2 separate regions of the Zea mays genome follow, and region 1 is linked to region 2. The links are chromatin contacts, called in public Hi-C maps. All regions are on one chromosome and are shown on one strand. Each heading gives the region's core, a stretch centred on a gene start, on an enhancer-like site or on the middle of the called end of the contact. The rest is flanking DNA. Distances are from core to core; before and after follow the strand shown.

Region 1 (4,901 bases), core at 1,416-3,915, 190 kb before region 2:
GATAATTGTTTCTTGTGCATGTAATCAATATCAAGGACCATGGATGGTGAAAATCATTTTATATCGTAGGATGAAAACATCATGTTAACAAGCTGATGAAGGTAGGTAGGTTAACGAGGTGGCGTGGTGATAGCGGTGATTCCAATGGTAAGGGTCCTCCCAAGTCTAGGAAAGTTAAGAGGACTAAGGGCATGTACAGTGATGTTTAATGTGGGGGCTCTTAAGGTGTTTTAGGGGGTTATTTGCAAAAAAATCTTATAGCCGTCTCTCCGTGAAGAGACGTCTCTGGCTCGTAAACCAAGTAACAACAGACGCCTTACTTCATACTGTACGAATTTGTCGTCTGTTCTATCGATCTGATGCTATACAAATACATTTAATTCTGTATTTATTAATAGACTACGTTTATAGACACTCCATTGTACAATAGAGTCTCTTAGTTGTCTTCTGTGTTTGGAGAACCGTTTTGGTGTCTCTCCACTGTACATGCCCTAAGGAGGAGTAAGAACACACCAAATGAGGATCCTCTAATTTAATTAAATATAGTATTAGGACCAAAAAGATCACTATGGCTCGTCATTTATAGCCCCTGTTGGTGTTCGAGGCAAGCGATACGTGGAAGCACAATGTTGAGGACAGTAGTAGGGCCAATTCAATCAAGAGGGAGGGGATGATCCAGGATAACGTAAAATAAGCCTTTGATGAACATGTGCAATCATGTGGCGCACGATTAGATTTGTGCCAGTGAGTATATATGGATCTCATAATCATCATGAATATCAAATCATATCCAACGACGGATCACATGAGAGTGCATATTCTTAAGGGCATAATTTGCTCCATGCATGAGTGTTTAGAGGTAGAAAACGTCATGTTTTAATGCGCTGCAGTTAATAGTTAACTATTAAAATTAGTTCAAGATATTCAAACAGTCTACCTAATAGTTTAATTATTAGCTACTTTTAACAAATTAATTAATAGTTGTCTATCTATTTGCTAGCAGTTAGCTAGTTAATTTTACTAGCAAATTTTTAACCAACTAACTATTATTTTCAGTGCATTCAAACATCTTCTTACTTGTTGCGCTCCTTTTCAACCAACCCTAAATAGTAAAAACAATCAAGACTTGTTTAGTTAGAAGTAGACTCAAAGGATTAAATATCTTTCTGTTAAAAATTAAATAGAAAGGACTTTAATCTTCTACAATCCTCTTGCTAACGAACAAGGGTTCAAGAGGAAGGAAACAAAGACAATATGGAAGTGGGATATGCATCGGCAGGGGAAAGGGCGATGGTGGCGATATACAGCAGGGGCACGACCAGTTAATTAGGAGAAAGCGGAAGCGCACAAAATTGATGATTATAAGATTGCATTATACTCCCTCATGGAGGATGTACATGGACAAATATGGTGTAGTATTTTTTTTCGTTTTGAAAAACAATCAAGAAAATATTTACTAGACATATAACAGAGAAAACTACTTCATCCGTCCTAAAAATAAGCGTAATATATTCTATGAGCGTCTTTGCACAAATTAGTGATAGAAAAAAATGGCGCATGTGCCCCTACAAAAGGTGTCATGACATGTAGTGTATGTACTTTTAAAACTAAAAAAATAACTAAACCTCTACTGGTTATGTCTGGGACAAGAACCATAAGTGCACTTACTGTGGGATAAAAATCTTGAACATTAGAAGTAGATTTATTGTAAACGGGGAGAGAGAGAGAGTAGAATATTGGATCATGGTATAACAGTCAGAGAATAGCGATAGTTAGTTAGATCTTAGATTCCTGAGTGTTATCTAGACTGTTCCTTTTTTACGTTTTTATATGTAGAGCACATTCATTATGCTGATTTTCAAACCATACCAAATGAAACCAGTGATAGGCCGAGACTCGAAGGTGGCTTTTGGTTGCTGAAATGGTAATGGAAAATGCAAAGGGAACAGGAAATGCAAAGGGAACAGGATTCCTGAGGCGAGGCGAACAATTCAGTAGCTAGAGTCTCGTCTCCAACTGGATAAACACTCAGCTGGGCGCTGCAGCAGAACAGCTGCATCTGCTGTTTTCCTTAAAGGAGCTCACCACCAGAGCAGAGACAGACACAGAGAGCAGCGCAGTGTCAAGGAGTGACCGCCGACTTTTCTCCCCTGCTTTCCCGCCATGCGGCACGCATGTTCGATGTCCCAACGACGTCAGATCGACAATTTCCCCTCGCTCGCTAACCACTTCCCACTGTTGGCGCTGTTGACATCAGAATCCGGACACGAGCAACCGCAAAGCTCGATCCGATCTGCATCTGCATGCATGCCTAGACGAGACGACAGCCGCCCGCTCCCACTTCCCAGCCAGGCACTCAGTCAGGCAGCCGCCATGCCTGCTGTCAGTCCGCGCCGCGGCGCCGGTCGGGACAGGACGAAGCGGCTACTACATTGGCGCTCGACCGACCGATCCATCCACGACCACGCGCGCCGGGCCGGGGGGGTGAAAAGGTGGCAGAGCTCCCACGTTGTTTGGCTGGCTCTGGCTCTCGTTTCTCGCGGCGGCTGCGGGCTGCCCCTACCTGCTGGGCTAGCCGCCGCGCCGGATCATTGCAGGGGACAGGGATGGGGACGGAGGGACGGACGGAGGGGGCGCGCGCGACGCGAGCACTTGATCCCGTCCGTACGCGTACGTGGCGTGGCTGGCTGCCTGGTGGCCCCTCTGCCTCTGTTCTCTGTGTCTCTGTGATCCGTTCGAGCTCAGCTCGCTCGAGCTGGTGGCCCTGGCCGCGCCGCAGCACGCCAGGGCCAGCACCGTGGAATGGAGCGCGTACAGCTGAGCTGCTGCAGTGCTGTTCCCTAGGCGAACGTGACCAAATCTTTTCATCACATCTCTCTCTCTCTCTCTGCCATCTTGGAGAATCTCCACAAGGCTGGCTAGCTGGACTGGACCAGGCTGGGTCTAGCAATAATAGTAATGTAGGAGTATGCATAATTCAGCATCCATCCAGTCATTCATGTGTAGCAGTAGTGGTCGTAAAGTAAAGTAAAGTAGCCTCCTCTGTGATTGTCATCTGGGAGGAAATGATTGGTGGCCGGCCGGCGCCAACTTGTGTGATTGCGGCGCTCATCATCCCCGACCGTCGTCATGCGACCGAGGCGCATCCAGGACTTAAACCTAGAATGCTCGTGGATAAAATAAAAAAAAATTTGACACGTAATATATAGTTCGGTATCATATATATACTCTAGGTTAAGTCCTGGATCCGTAGTATAGTGCGGTGGGAGTATAATTTTCACCAATTTAGCACATGAGAAGAAAAAAATAACGACAAAAATCTCGTAATGCACTCAATTTATCAAATTAGGTTGTAAGTTGCATATGTTCGTTTCTTCGGACCTAAACACGAAGAAGTAGCTTGTTTTTGGACCAAATTTCAGCGCGGTTACCTATTTGACCTGCCCCTCTCCTCCATGCATGGGACGCGTGCGGCCGGGTATATAAATATGAGGGGGTGTTTGGAAGTGAAGTTTTGTCACAGTTTTGAAAGAATACTGTAGTATTCTCAAATACTACAGTATTATATACAGAATGGTGTTTGGCAAGCTGGCTATAATCTCTGTTTTCAAAACTAAAGTATTGCAAATACTATAGTTGTTTTAAGGTATTCTAAACTTAGGTCTGGACCTCAGTTTCCAAAATTGTGGTATTGTAAACTGCGGTATTGTCATGACTAAAGTATACTGTAGTATTTCAAAAACTGTGGTTTTCAAAAACTTTGTTCCCAAACAGGGCCTGAGTTGTAATGAATAAGACCTGCATTATCAATATTGGTATAGATAAGTTTTAAACTCCCACCGCCCCAAATTAAAATCTGTTTTAGTTAATTTATGTGTTCATACAACACTTGATTTATGCGTTCTATATAGTATGTGTATAGGTTTATTTTCATCCATTTGATTATAGACATAAAAGATCAAGAGAACTAAAACGACTACTGTTTTGGAACGGAGCGAGTATTTTATAGCATTCTGTTAGGATTAGGATCTTTAGGTTTGTTAGCCTGGCCGATAAAACTGGTGCGCCTAACGTCAAGATGTTCGCGAGAAGGCAAGCAGATAGCAAGATCGTGATGTCATATATATGCCCAGGATATCGGAGTTATTCCGTGGGCAGTAATAACTGAAGAGCATCCCCCCTGACTTTTCAAAAGAAGCAACCCTCCTGCTATTGCCGTTCAATGTGCGCCCTCGCCTTGATTACCGAGTTCAGAACCCGTCCTGGACCCCCTGACTGAGACCTTAGCTTGTTGATGATACATGCCAATTGCTCCCTCCCCTTCCCCTGCTGGTGCCGTTCAGTCAGCTGCTGTGGGCATGGTTGCACGCGCTCCCCGGCCCGCCATTGCTAGCTTGCTGCCTGCTGCTCTGCTCGCCCGCCTGGCAGCAGTAACTTGTGTCCGGACGAACACAGCGGGTACCGGCAGTGGGGAGGGGGGGGGGGGACGCGTATTTGCGGGCAGAAAGGTTAAATGAAACGAAATGAATCCACCACCAGGCTGCCTGCCCCTGCCCGCCCGCGGCACTGCACCGTACAGGTGGCACCGGCGCCGCGACAGCCACACGGCCCACGACGGCGACGGCACGGCACGGTGCCCCCCCTTGCCAGGCATCCCGTTATTAGGCCACGGGATATATAGAGATTAGCGGCAGCGGCTGCGCACACGCAGGTCGGCCGGACGGCGTCGCTTTCCTTCATGTTGCGCGGTGTCGGAGGCGAAAGCCACACGCTCAGGCAGGCAGGCAGGCAGGCATCCGGATAACCACCGGTCGGAGATCGGGTTCAGATCGGACGAGACCGCGACCGGGACCTTTTTTTCCCCGGCCTTTTCGCGGTGGCGTAATTGCGGACGGCAATCG
Region 2 (5,067 bases), core at 333-2,832:
TAGGAAGTACGCTGGACCCGACCTGATGCATGCATGGACCGACCAATCGAGCTAGCTCAGCTGTCCATGCTTGACCACTGACTGGCTCGCTAGCAGAGGAGGAGATGGAGATCCATCCATCCATTCAGTGGAATCAGCAATTGCGTGCTCGGCACGGACGTACGCGCAGGCAGCAGCAGCAGGCTGGCGGCGATCACATCAACGGCCCGGCCCTTCGCCAGCGATCTTTATCTAGCTGGAGGGCGTGGGCGGTTGGATCGTGTACATGCATGCATGCAACTCGGTCGGTAGGAATAAGAAGCACACGGCGGCGCGGCCACCCACGCGAGCCATGGGTCATGGCCGACGTCCGGGCCGGGCACGCCGTCCGCCCGTCGTCGTCGAGAAATGACAGACACGCATCATGATGCCGCACATGCAAAGCGACAAACGGCTGCCTCTTTGGCTTATTGTTCGTTGGCTTTGCCGCTGCAACCAGACTGCATGCCTGACACCCCGTAGCGTAGCCGGTAGCCCCGTAGGTAACACATTAACGTGCGGCGGATGCAGACAAGCTACCGAGGCCGGACGGACGGAGCATGCATGCACGATGCACTCACGGCCTCACGCACGCAGCCTCTCGCTTTTTCGCTAGCTTGTACTAACTGCCATCTTCTCGGTCGAGCTGCGAATGCAGGCAGGAACAAGAGGTACACGCACGTAAAGCTTGGACTCGACCTGTTCCACGTACCTGCAGAGACATAGATGCTCGTCTTTTTGCATAGGCGGGTCGATCACTCACCTCGATCTCGACTGAGACTGATAGATGGCAGGAGAGGAGAGGAGAGGACACTCCCAAGACTCTGCTGGCTTTTGCAGCGCTTGGAAGCACTGCGGTGCGGCTGCCGCCTACGCATCCAAAAGTATCACGCAGGACGAAGGCTGCATGCCAAAGCGGTCGAAAAGCCCCGCAGGTGTCGACCCCCCATAGGCGCAGCGGCGGCCGCTCGTGGGCGCCGGAGAAAAAGGCCGGGTCAAAAAAAAAAACCCTGCATGAAGCGACGCCACCGTATAACGATGGAGGGGAGGCCAAGGCAGCAAGTACATGGAATAGCTGGCTATACAGTACCCTTTACTTTTTCTCACTCTCGCTCCCGTGACCGACCGGAAGATTATTTACCCCGGCGAAATGTTCTGGGGGTAATGGGCAAATTAACTGTGCCAATACGACGCGCTGGTAGGTACATCGCATTCATAATTCATTGTGCTGCTGCCCTCCTGCACTGATCGGTGTATGCATGTACAGTAGGCTGCGATCCGTTTGGTGGGTCTGTGTCGGCGGTGGCTACTATACTAGCTAGCTAGCTGAACCACTTGCTCTCTCATCGCCGCTGGAAGTTGAGGTACTTGATGGCCAGGGCGAAGACGACGGCGAAGAGGACGCAGAAGCCGGCCACCATGGCCGCAACGGCGCCGAGGAAGTCGTGGCGAAACCCGAAGTGCTCCTCCAGGAAAGCCACCACGGTGGTGGAGGTGACGCCGTCGGCCATAAGCAGGGGCTGGTCCAGGTCGCCGAACTGAGAGGTCAGGAGCCCGTAGAGCGTCCACGACACCGGGTTGGCCCAGTAGTACCACCTCCACCAAACTGGGATGCGCTGCACATGCAATGCGTTCACCAGAGAAAACAGACGGTCAGTCAACAGTGCTGCAAGAGCACCCTCTAGCTGAAGCTCAAGTGCAAATAACATTAGCATAACATCTAGTAGTGTCAACACTCTTGGCCCTGCTGCCGAGCAAAGGGGTTGTCAGACAAATATTTCCCAAAGAGAAACCAATGTGAGTGTGGACTGTGAAAACTGTGCTAGCTTTTCCCAGAAATTAAAACGCATGCAGTGTCTACATGAGCTACCCATTCAAGGCTTTTTTTAGATGGAAAATTTTACGATAAACAGTTCAAACCCTCTAATAAGTAAAAGAAAAACAAACTTGAACCAAGAATATTAATTCTGTTTTTAACTTTGTTTTAGAGAGAAGAGAGAGAGAGAGGACCTCTCTACAAAATCATTGGCAAGTGCGGTGCCGAGTTGTTGTGAACAATAGCCTTTACCGGACTACTAATGGGCCCATAAGAGATAGGACTCATGCATTCTGCAGCTAGAGCCCCAAGCTGACAAATAAATATGGGCCCATCTAGGGCAGTCGGTCTGCAAAGCATTCCTCCACTCGCCCAAACGAAAATTAAAACGGTGCGTTTCAACTCTGAAACGCAAGCAACAAAAAAAAATATGTGTCCTAAATCTAGGACTTCTTTTGTCATAACTTTCAACTTTTTGGACGAGATGTCACATGAAAATTCACAATTATTGGTAGGCTATGGTTTAGAAATCAGCTACAGTACGTTAGGTGTGAATTATGGGGGCGCTAGTTTATCCCATACCTTTCTTGGGATCATGAATCCACAGAAGAGATTCCACAGCGTGTAGAATGGAGCCGCAATAATAGGCGCAATGGTATGGTTTGGAGTGATCGCCGTCGTCATCATGCCATAGAAAGTGAAGTACAGCAACGTGAAGTACATGAAGAACAGGTACCACAGAAACTTGGCTGCTGTCCACTCAAATGATCCCAAACTGTAGAAGATTGAACCGTATATGAGTGACTGCACAAGGATGTAAGGGAACTCCACAGTGACCTGCCAAAAAAAATAGTAATTATTAGAGGGATCCCATTGCTAACACAATGTTATGAGCACTAAAGATTATTTCTAGCAGGGGGGTAACACTTTGACAGGAGTTACCAGAGAAAATGCAAAAGGCAACGCTGAATACATCCCAGCAGCTCGCTCTCTATAAGATACAAATCTTTCGATGGAGATCACAGGCTGAACAGAAGTGGCGTTGGTAATTCCTATGAACAGCACCGCTGCATACATGGCACCCATCGCATTGAATATATCATGTTGGGTCCCCCTGGCAATTACACATCAACAAAAAAATTGGTCGGTTCAGTTCAGCAGAAATAAAAAATGTGTAAGTATTCAGATAAATTTGCTAGCGGGAAAATCAATCAGGGAGCATACCTTCTAGAACCGAATTTCCAGCAAATTGTCCCAAACATCAAGGAAATAATAACTGTGTAGAAGAATCTAACTGCGGTGTACTGAGGGTTCCTCCAGTACGATAGGTTGTGCTTCCATAGGCAAGCCATATACTGAGCACAAAATGGTTGAGCATACTTCGTGGCGAAAGTAAGTTCTTTTGATTCACTGCTCGGTCTGCTTAGGGCCTCGACGATTTCTCTGGTCTGTCTGAAATACAGTAGCATAAATCAATGTTGAGGACAAGGTGAATACAAAAACATAAGGCCCTGTTTGGTTCCCGGAAATTGAGAGGATTTGAAAAGTAATCTTCTAATAATAAAACAGGAAGCACTTTCTAGATATTGGTTTCAATTCATGGGTTCCAAACGGGACCTAAAAGAATTTTAAAAGGGTCATTCTATTACTGAAATAATTTTGATTGCCGATAGTATTCAGCAAAATCCACTCCAAGAATCTGCTCCATTTGGGTGCTTGTAACTTCCAACATCCATGCAGCAGGATTATAGCCGTCCCTGATTTTAGGCACTCCTGGAATTGCCTATTCCCAGATATGAGAGTGTAAGGACATAGGCTTTGTTCAAGTTTGTGTAAGTGAGAAAACACATACTGCAGAACATACCTCAAAAAAGTCAACCAGATTACGCGATTTGGCACCTAAGGGACCAGCGTATATAAGCTGTCCTCCACGCTTCATGAATAAAAGCTGAGCAGCATATGCAAGTTAAGCATTGTAATCATATTATACATAGTACTATCATGGGGACAATAGTAGGTTCAGTAAATGAGACCGATGGAAATTCCACCAATCAGTGTTCAGACTAAAATTTCTCATCACAACGATTGTTAAATTAGATATAACATCGTACTGTTTTACTTCGTAGTGAAACTGGAAGTCCGTAAGCATAACTAACCAGTGGAGATTCATCACAGGTATGAAAAATGTTTGTCTGTACTAACAAACTCTCATGTTTATAGAAACGATAGCTTAGATAATGACTTCTATTTACTCCTTTTACCTCATCAAAAGATTCAAATATGTCAATACTTGGCTGATGGATTGTGCAGACAATGGTCCGTCCTGTATTAACAATATTACGCACTGTCCTCATTACAATGGCTGCAGATCTAGCATCCAATCCTGACGTGGGTTCATCCATGAACACAATAGAAGGATTTGCAACAAGTTCCACAGCGATTGTCAACCTTTTACGTTGTTCAGTCGATAAACCATTTACCCCAGGCAGACCAACAAGAGCACCGCTTAAGGGATTCAACTCAACAAGTTCCATCACCTCTTCAACAAAAGCCTATGAAAGGGAACACAAAAGATAAGGAGGACAAAAAGCGCGTGTGATGTATAACCAATCAAGGCTTACCCTTTGAGTGTCTGCATCAACATGAGAAGGCAACCGAAGGCATGCTGAGTATAACAAAGACTCGATCACAGTCAAGCAAGGTGAGTGAACATCATTCTGTTCACAATATCCGGATATCCTAGTGAAAGTCTCTTGGTTCTTAGGATACCCGGATATAGTGATGCTTCCTTCTATGAGACCTCCAGTCTTCCTGCCAGCTAAAACATCCATGAGGGTGGTTTTGCCAGCTCCACTGACTCCAACAAGAGCTGTTAGTATCCCTGGCCTAAAAGCTCCAGTGACATCAACAAGCAGCTGCAGGCGGTCTTCTGCTACACCTTGCTTTTTTAATTCCTGCTAGCAGAACTGGATTATGAATGAATGAATAAATACATACTTTTTTTCTGAGAAACCTCATTGCAAATGATCCAGCTCTGACGTACCACTGGTACATCAACATAGTAGTTGATATTCCTGAAGCACATAGAAAGGGGTTGAAAAGGTAACACCATCCCCTTCTGTTCCTTGAGATTACCTGCAGGTGGAAGTACTAGGGCTGACAATGGGCTGTAAATTTTGCACTATAAGATTTAAGGATCAAGTTGGATTAGGATCGGGTTTTATTTCTAGTCA

Evidence for each region. A called contact is a pair of places that touch in the nucleus more often than the background predicts.
Region 1: a Hi-C map of tassel shows a contact between it and region 2, with 4 times the contacts expected there. The contact joins two enhancer-like sites. A contact is called at or near these places in 10 of 25 Hi-C or Micro-C datasets (bundle sheath, ear, leaf and 3 more).

What each region holds. Positions count from the first base shown.
Region 1 is chr3:10,457,130-10,462,030 of Zm-B73-REFERENCE-NAM-5.0, reverse strand. No RefSeq gene overlaps it. Among protein-coding and RNA genes, the nearest start is that of LOC109944919, 7.6 kb to the right of the region's middle. Within about 2 kb of position 2,665, at least 12 of the 20 cell types and tissues checked have an H3K27ac peak or open chromatin away from gene starts, as enhancers often do. A contact at or near this core is called in ear, root tip and tassel, where this site is marked.
Region 2 is chr3:10,268,901-10,273,967 of Zm-B73-REFERENCE-NAM-5.0, reverse strand. It overlaps LOC100384030 (glossy13), which reads right to left. Exons shown (of 24, transcript NM_001321723.1): 16 at 4,878-4,969; 17 at 4,456-4,788; 18 at 4,096-4,386; 19 at 3,699-3,782; 20 at 3,484-3,617; 21 at 3,059-3,286; 22 at 2,777-2,948; 23 at 2,417-2,671; 24 at 1,082-1,634. The coding sequence ends at 1,362. Among protein-coding and RNA genes, the nearest start is that of LOC100384030, 8.6 kb to the right of the region's middle. Within about 2 kb of position 1,582, at least 20 of the 20 cell types and tissues checked have an H3K27ac peak or open chromatin away from gene starts, as enhancers often do. A contact at or near this core is called in ear, root tip and tassel, where this site is marked.